Regions from separate parts of the Oryzias latipes genome. Here region 1 is linked to region 2. The links are chromatin contacts, called in public Hi-C maps. All regions are on one chromosome and are shown on one strand. The core of a region is the stretch at or near the end of the contact, and the rest is flanking DNA. Distances in the headings are between cores, read along the strand shown. Region 1 holds the start of LOC101167817 (transmembrane protein 211). Region 2 holds the start of spata22 (spermatogenesis-associated protein 22).

Region 1 (4,229 bases), core at 1,238-3,737, 170 kb after region 2:
CTTAACTGGAAAAACAAGAAAAATCTCTCTCTTTATTTGGGGTGGGGGTGGGGGCTCTTCAAGCAATGGGACCCCTGGGCTGGGGAATAGTTGTTGCCGTGTCACTGTGGTTGGGGTTCTGATCCTTGCCCTTGTGCGCCGGCCATCTCCAAAATTCCAACTGTGGGTGAGCCTGGTCAGGCCATGTTTACAACACTCCTTGTGGACCCCCACCACTCTTGGGCGTCCTCCACCTGGGCAGGGGTGGCCGGCCTCTGCCTTGCTCTCTCCTCCTGTGGGCTGGGTGGGTGGCTCCCTGGAGCGTGGGCAGGTCTCCCTATGGGGACCTGCCCACGCTCCAGGTGGCTGGGGAGAGGCTTAGAACTCCTGGGGGGGGGCTATTCTTCTGGTCAGGCTGGAGCTTGCACTCTCTGTCCTTCATGCCTCCCTGCTCTCTGGCTTTGGGGGCCCCCGTGGCGGTCTTGCTGGCCCTGGCCTGGGTGGCAGATGGGATTGCCCAGAGGGTGGTTGTTCTCTATCTGCTGCCGTCCGGCTGTTGGGGGGTTCTGGCTGCAGCGGGGGTCTTGGTATGGGGAGGACTGGGCACTCTTTCTCCTTCTTTTTAAATTCCGGCATCCACCCCAGAAGAACATAAACACTCACTCGAGTCATCATAAAGCTTTATGAGTTCATTCCCCCCCTCCTTCTATCCTTCTATAACCCCCCCCCCCACACACACACACACACACACACACACACATCCCTATCTCTTCTTCCCTTCTTTTTTATTCCATCTGGTCCAACAAAAAATGGTTAAAAATATAATTCATATACATAAAGTTTAGTCAAAATTACAAAAGGAGTATATTCAAATATACACCTTGTGTGTCAGAAAATTCCTAACCCCTATTGTAACAGCAAAATATGTCAAATATGTCCAACATGAGAGGCGTCCAGCTCTCATCTGTTTGCTCAGCTGTTGGACGGACAAGTTAAAAAATATAAATAAATAAGGAAAAAGTGATCCGACATTGCGGGGACCGCCTGCTGACTGTCCCCGCCCCCGCCCCCAGATAGACCTCCACAGGTGAGAGGTGCAGCATCGCTCACAAACTCTTTGATGCAGTTGTGACTCTGCAGGCTCAGAGGGAAAAAGATGAATCACAGTTGCAGGGGCTGCACCGTAGAGCATTTATTAATAAAACCCTTTTAAATGCAAATGACTTCATGCATAAATCATTTCTCCAGAGTCTCTTGTTGATTTTTCTTTTGTATAATCCTGCACATTAAAAAAAAAATTATCAAAACTTTTTGCAAAGTCTGAGGCACTTCTGCAAAAACACAGATCCCTGTGGGCACCTTGACGCCCCAACATCCTATGTGTGAGATGCTGTTTGGCAGAGCCACACAATTGTTTATGCCCATCATGCGGTCCACTTGTGTTTTTTTGTTCGCCAGAGAGAGGAAGCTGAAATGTCTGCTGGTGGGGAGCCCTGAAAGGAGAACCGCCTGCCAGCTTGGTGGCACTTTTGCAGTTTTGATGCGTGTCTGGCGTGCTGTTCTGCAGATGCTGCTCTGTGTGATGCGCTCTCCTCCTGATCACACAATTGTTTCTCCTAAGAGGCATTTCTTCTTTTTTATTATTTTACCATTTTCATGTGAAAGACCATGGGGGGGGGGGGTTCTACCACCTCATTTCAATGATAAACTGCAGCACAAACGTAGAGTTTATGCAAAATAAAAGCAAGAATTTGAACAAACTGAAATGTATTTTTGTGAGGCAAAAAACTTCCAAAATATGCTTTTGGGGGGGATTTATTGATGTTTTTGGTGAAAACCCATGCGTGGGTGTGGGGTCCATACCTGCCAGGAGCTGGAGGGGATCTCAGCGAATCTGCCCAGTCCTCCAAAGGTGTAGCAGCGGTACATGCGGTCCAGAGACTCGGAGCAGTGCCACAGCAAGCCGAAGCTGACCGAGCCCTTGTCGTGAGGATGGGGATGCTGGTGGCCGCTCCTCGGCGTCTCCTTAACAATCCAGGCGGGAGAGATGAAGCTGAAACTGCAGACGGCGACCAGAGCGGAGGACAGCAGCACCCAAAAGCAGCCCACGCAGCTGAACATGCTGGCAGCGTGGGGCAGAAAGCCCAGATCGAGCGCGAACCCGGCTTCTTCTTCCTTCTTCTTCTCCCGGCTCAGCATTTGCCTCCGACTTCAGCCTCCCACTACCCGGGCATCCGCAACTGCAGCAGCAGGGAGAGCCCGCAGAACATCTGCTCTGGAGGTGCGGGGGACTGTCAAGGTCCCGATGAAGTGGGGTTGGAGCGCGCGGGAGCCCTCAGGCTGATGGGAGGGGGGCGATTTCCACGCGCAAATGCGAACGCGGAGACATAACCGTGACGAAATTCACCTGCGAGTCCACGTCCAGGAGCTGCACTCCTCTGAGACTCCCCTCAACATTCAGCGCACTTTGCCTCTGCTTCTCCCTTCTGTCTCCATAGAATCAAGCCGCTGTCCGAAACAAGAACCATTCCGGAAGTTCCTTTCACAATAAATCTCCAACTAACTAAGTCCTTCTATTCAGATGGTAAATTATCCCTTTACAACACAACTAAGATTATTTGAAGTCCTTTCTAATTGGTCACGGGTAGAAAAACCATTTGTCATTTTGTCTGATTCGTTTATTAGTTTGTCATCCCAAAAGTCCCACTCTGATCATCTTTTGATCAATTGCAAAAGTGTTCCCAGTGATTTAAAATATGATTATGCACTTTTAGCCAAAATCTAAAATAAAAAAAACTGTGCTGTACTTTAGGACATAGTTTCTGCAGAGCCGCAGTAGTTCATTAGGTACTTGCCCCTAAATTGTGGGCGGGACTGTTGGCACATAGCCTGGAAACCAGGTCAATTGAGGCCATTCATGATTGACTGGTTTCAGAGAAGTTACAATTCTTTTTATGTCAACCGCTGAGCACAAGAAATCCTGACAGACCACATTATTTCATTTTAGCATCCATTTCTATTTTTAAAACCCTTATTTAAGTGCCCATGGTGCTCCACCAGCTATGAAAGGTGCAATATTTTAAACATACTACTCGTTTAAACTCTCTCTAACACAAGCTTGTTAATAATGAGAATAAGATTAGAATTTATATTTATGCTATTCATTTTTGCATATTACAGTCTTAAACTAGAACATGAATCCTAATTCAGTACCAAAAAAATGCAATCGTGAGCCGGTAAAATGGCTTTTCAACAATTACTTTCATGTACACACGTCAACATGATTAAATTTTTTGAAAAATGGAGGTGGGATATGTGTGTGGGTTTTTAGAACTTGATGTAAGTGATTAACAATAGCGAACCAGTCATCTTTCAAAATTGTATTCAAAGTAACCTAAAGTCAAATCTAACAAAAGCAGTTTTTGTTTTATTTTGAAAGCTAAACAAAGCCCTTCCGGTATTTAGCATAGGCGGTTTTTAACTTGTCTCAGGCACCTGTTCACCTTGATGGTCACACTAATCATCGTAAACCCAGCTTCACTAAAGTAGACGAAAAACAATAAGATCATTTTAGTATAATACGTAGTAATTCAGGCAGAAAATAAGGCAGCGTCATAAACTTTATAAAATTGCAGTTTTATCAAACTGTTAGCTTAAACATCAGTAAAAACTACCGCGAACGTGCGCGAAAACGAAAATAATGTAATTTCATTTCTAATATATTTTTGGAGGGAATTTTTCAAGTTATGGACTTTGCAGTCATGATAGATGAACCAAAAAGACGGAGAAAAAACATGCATTTCACAGAAAAAAGTAGGCAGAGACAAAAACAATTGATAATATTTGTATTTCAATCAAACACAGCTTAAATATATTATAGATTACATACACGTACATCTCAGAAAACATTAGTGGTACATAGTACCAAGTGTATTTCTGGTTTGTTTCCACATCTTGATAAGGTGGGGAAGGAAAAAAAAAACAAAAAAAAGTTAAATTTACTGATCACACTTTTCCAGTTGAACAGTCCTCTCATAACCAAGTTTTTTTTCCGCAATGCTTAAAAAACAACATAAGATCACCATTAAAAAAGACAAACATTAATATATGGGATAAACCAGAATTTATAGAACATTTAAGGAGTTTGGAAACTCAAGTATTTATTCTATGCTCTGTAAAGGTGCCTCGACTTTCACAAAGATCTGCGAGTTCTTTGTCCGGTTCCCCATCACATTACTGTTCTACAGTGT
Region 2 (4,198 bases), core at 1,660-4,159:
ATCACTTGCAATGGTCCATTTCCATCTTTTCTAAAGTAAAGAGTACAGTCAGTTGTCATGCAGGTGTGATGGCTCTATGAAATTCATTCTTGTCAAAAAAAAGAAGAAGAAAAAAAAAACAAATTTTCACAACTTTACACTATTCTTCAGACCAAGTTCAATATAAGAGCTTTAAAATACAATTAGAACAGATTTGAAAACTTCTTTTTAGTCTATTTAATGAAAGTAGTGGATGTTGAAAACGTCAAATATGACTTTTTCAATGGGGGGTCATCCAAGAAGAGAAAGAAGTATTTTCTGAGCAGGTCAACTAAAATGAGTATGTCCCCAAGTTTTGTGAATAAACAACCAATGTTTGTGCCTGTTTGTCTCCTTTGATCAAATTTCACATTTAAAGTTTATGATCATTAATTTATCAATGCAATCTTTATAAGATGAAATTGAGAGGACTCATATTTCTATATTTGTGGGTTGATAACAAAAGTTTAAATACAGCTTAAGACCCATTACATCACATGTAATTACCTTTTGTAAAGTATTAATTACACGTGTGAATTCAAAGCTTACTGTTAAAAGACCCTTTAGGATTTAAATCATTTTCAGTTTTACAGACTAATTAAGTCACAACATGTAATTACAGCCAGATCACCACAGATTAGGGGATTAACATTAGTTGATCCCATGAACAACAAACGCTGGATATTAAGAAAATATAATTTTTACATGATTAGCATACATATACATATAGTTGCTAACGCTGTTGCCAGTAAATATTATTGCAATATTTATCACTAAATATTTGCGACAGGTTTGGAGAAAACGAGACTTTAAATTTTTTTTAGAGAGACGTTCAAATTGGGACCAAAATACTACAATTTAAAAACCGGAAAAATGCGCGACAATTTCCGACGACATGCGGCTGTAGCCATGGCAGCAGCGACCTGTGCATCTAGAATGATCCTCCGGTGTGAGAGCAGGCTACTTAAACATATACAGCCGATCGAAAAGTACTTAAGCGCTGTGTGCCACACTAGAACGAGAGCATATAAACTAGCAATCTCTAATACATACAAAAATATACAACTAGTTGCATTATGAACGTAATTTAAATCGTTATTTCGTACTTGCAATGTCAAAGATTTGCGAACTAGTCTGAAGCTACGAGGGTTAAGGATAAGCATGGGCAAAGACAGAAAAGAAATGAACCAATATGTATATACATTTTTTTTATAAATCAAACACGTTTAGTTCAAATTAGTGGAGTTTCAGTAGAATTTTCGTATCATGGCTAATTAGCTTAACTGGACACACATGCGTTGTTACCTGGAAATATCGCAAGACTATTTGGACTTTAACATAAAATGAAAATGTTTTACGGAAAACTCAAAGCTCAGCTACACCTTCCATTCTAAGTGACCACATTGAATGACGGTTAGCTAACATTAAGCTAGCTCGATGCATTAGCAAAGTGAATCTCTTCAAGCTAAGGATTAAAACTAAGACAATTTTTTTAACTACGATTTTTAAGAAAACTCGTTTCATCTCAACATTGCACAATTCTTTAAAAACCCATTTTAAATGTTTGTTTTGAAAGAAGAAGAAAATGCGATTACACGAGACTTACTTTCTCCATGATACAAGCATGAGGTACGTTCCAGAAACTACTGCGGACTAGCGCCTCCCCCTGAACACGTGCGGGTTGCCAGATTGTTGTAGAAGATCCGCAAACAGCGACGAACTCGCGTGGAGCCTCTGACGAGCAATATATAGCCTCCTGACTGAAACTTCCAGAAGATGAATTGGGAAAAAAACTCTCAAAACCCAGCCCTTGAAGTTTTACTCTCCTCTATGCCTAATGTAAAAGCTCAAATTGAAGATACAAGCGCATTCACTTACAAGAGTAAGAACAGAAGTCTGAAAAAAGGTTAAATTAAGCGTTTATATTTTGAGCAACACCAGCATCCACGTAACTATAATATTGAAGAGAAACTCATACTTTTAAATGTCATCACATATTTAAGGGTGTTGACAAGGTTAACATTTTTAAAATTTAAAACATACATGTTTAAATACAATAAATATTCATCAGTTTTACTTTGCTAATATTTTAACATTAATACGGAAATTTCCTTTGTATAAACAAAAATGCATTGTAGTGCTTTTTGGTCACTTTGGTAAAATATTGTGTAACATCAATACGTTATTTTCTAATGAATCACTAGAAAAAAACATTTAGGTAAAAAATATTTTCTTGAACAAAATATGTGTCAAACATTGTCACATTAAATTAAAAAAATGAATGAAACATAAATAAAAATCCAATAGAGGTTTTTTTAGCATTCATTTATTAGAATAAAACTCAAACAAAGGACAACATGATATAAATTTAGTATAATGGAACAGAATGGAGTAGAACCTTACTGAATAAATTAATATTTTAGTGTAACAAATTCACAAGTATCCAAGGTGAAGAAGAAAAAACAATGAACAAACAAATAAAATATAATAAATTGATTACAGAAAAGGGGTTTATTTAACACTCTTTGCCACCAAAAGAAACGTACCAAATAGAGGATGTAACACGTGGTATTGTATTTCACAAAAAAGGCAAATTGTAATGTGAATAGAGTGTGAAAAGGTTACATGTGGCTTGATCACCCAAATCTTTTTTTTCTTCTCACACATTGTAGGATAAATAGTGATGTATTGACAAGTATTGTAGATAGATGGACAGTTTCTTCAACTGATAACATGCAGGTGGTGTAAGAGGTGGTTCAGTCTGTGTTATTGGGGTATTATTAACTGGTGTATTCAGTAATACAAGCGATACTAACCATATCATTTATGCAAACGAGCAACTCAGATCGACAGATAATGAATTTGGTAAAAGCTCGATAACACAAACGAGCCAGTAATGAGCGCGTGCGCGCTCCCGCGTGAGGGGTTGAGGTCTCGTGAGGTTAGCACTGTAACACGTTCTGGTTAAACGGGGATTGCTCTGTCCACCCACAACGGTCAGAATTTATTTATCTCGAGCTAACTTGAATTTTCATCGATTAATATTTTTATTTATTTAAAAAATGATCATAGAAAGTAAAAAAAAAGAACAGTTAGTTGTTATCTTTGATGAGTTGTTAATATCTGTCTGAATTGATAGCTGTCTGAAAGTGTGAAGAAGCTAGGCTAGGTCAACAGAATAGCCGACTTTTTAAGCTATCACAACATCGCACTTATTATTATTATTTTTTTTTAAAGCTCAATGTTTCTTGAAGCTATAAACACTGAGCAAAACCTAACTAAACACCAATTAAAACTCCTCAATGTTTTTTTTTTTTTTTTTTTTTTTTTGCTAACAGGTGTTTGTCAGCAGAATGAGGAGACAAGAAAACCAGCCTGTCAGACCTACAACGGGTAAAGACAGCAGACTGAAATGCTAAAGCTTAGCTCTGAAATCCATGCTAGCTGAAATCCATACATCAACATTTTTTATAAAGCATTCTGGTGTCTTAAGGATTCTGCTGTATCCCAGATTTGGCAGGAGTTGGTTTGTCAATTTTTCTTACCCGGCTTACTGTAGTGGTCAATTCTTACCTCTTTTATTTGTCTCAAATACCCACGCCGATGAATGGAGGACATGTATAAAGAAAACTGGGTTAAAATAACATTTCTGATTGTTCCTTTATTTAAATTGTTAAGAATCAGGAGAAGATGAAAAAATGCTGTTAGAAAAAGAGCTTATTTGTGACGTAGAAAATCACCTTTTCAAGGTGTCAAACAGCCTTAAAATCCATTTCCGATTATCTTTTAAATTATTGTAAACACATTTCCTGTGGTCTTCTTAATTATGATTTTGCTGTTTTAGCCAAAAAAAATTTTTTAAACTGTGTCGTTTTCCAGAACATAGGAGTTCATTATAAATCCATCTCTCAGTCGTGGTCGTGCCGTTGACTCTGAGTTGGCCGCTCTCCGTCATCAATCTGTTCCCTCCTGCTAGATTACAGCCCCTCACATGCCAACCTAACATTAGCAGTACAAGAAAAGTGCGAACAGTTTTGGAGCCATCCGGCTGTACAGTTTTGCTCCCGATTCCAGCTCGGACGAGGAAAACAAAGGCAGTCACGGACCTATTTGTCTACGGGCAGATGCATCAGAATGGAGCGTATTTTCTACGTCACAAATGCGTTTTCTCCCCCGTCTC

What was found. Hi-C and Micro-C count contacts between places; a contact is called where the count stands out from the background.
Region 1: a Hi-C map of embryo shows a contact between it and region 2, with 4 times the contacts expected there. The contact joins the promoter of LOC101167817 here to the promoter of spata22 in region 2. A contact is called at or near these places in 5 of 5 Hi-C or Micro-C datasets (embryo, fibroblasts and gastrula embryo).

The regions. Positions count from the first base shown.
Region 1 is chr14:20,156,549-20,160,777 of ASM223467v1, forward strand. LOC101167817 (transmembrane protein 211) reads right to left here and starts at 2,488. Exons shown (of 3, transcript XM_011483716.3): 1 at 1,843-2,488. The coding sequence starts at 2,178. It overlaps akap10 (A-kinase anchor protein 10, mitochondrial), which reads right to left. Exons shown (of 15, transcript XM_011483717.3): 15 at 3,809-4,229.
Region 2 is chr14:19,987,926-19,992,123 of ASM223467v1, forward strand. It overlaps spata22 (spermatogenesis-associated protein 22), which reads left to right and starts at 2,910. Exons shown (of 8, transcript XM_011483715.2): 1 at 2,910-3,014; 2 at 3,357-3,411. The coding sequence starts at 3,372. stip1 (stress-induced-phosphoprotein 1) reads right to left here and starts at 1,749. Exons shown (of 14, transcript XM_004076592.4): 1 at 1,625-1,749. The coding sequence starts at 1,633.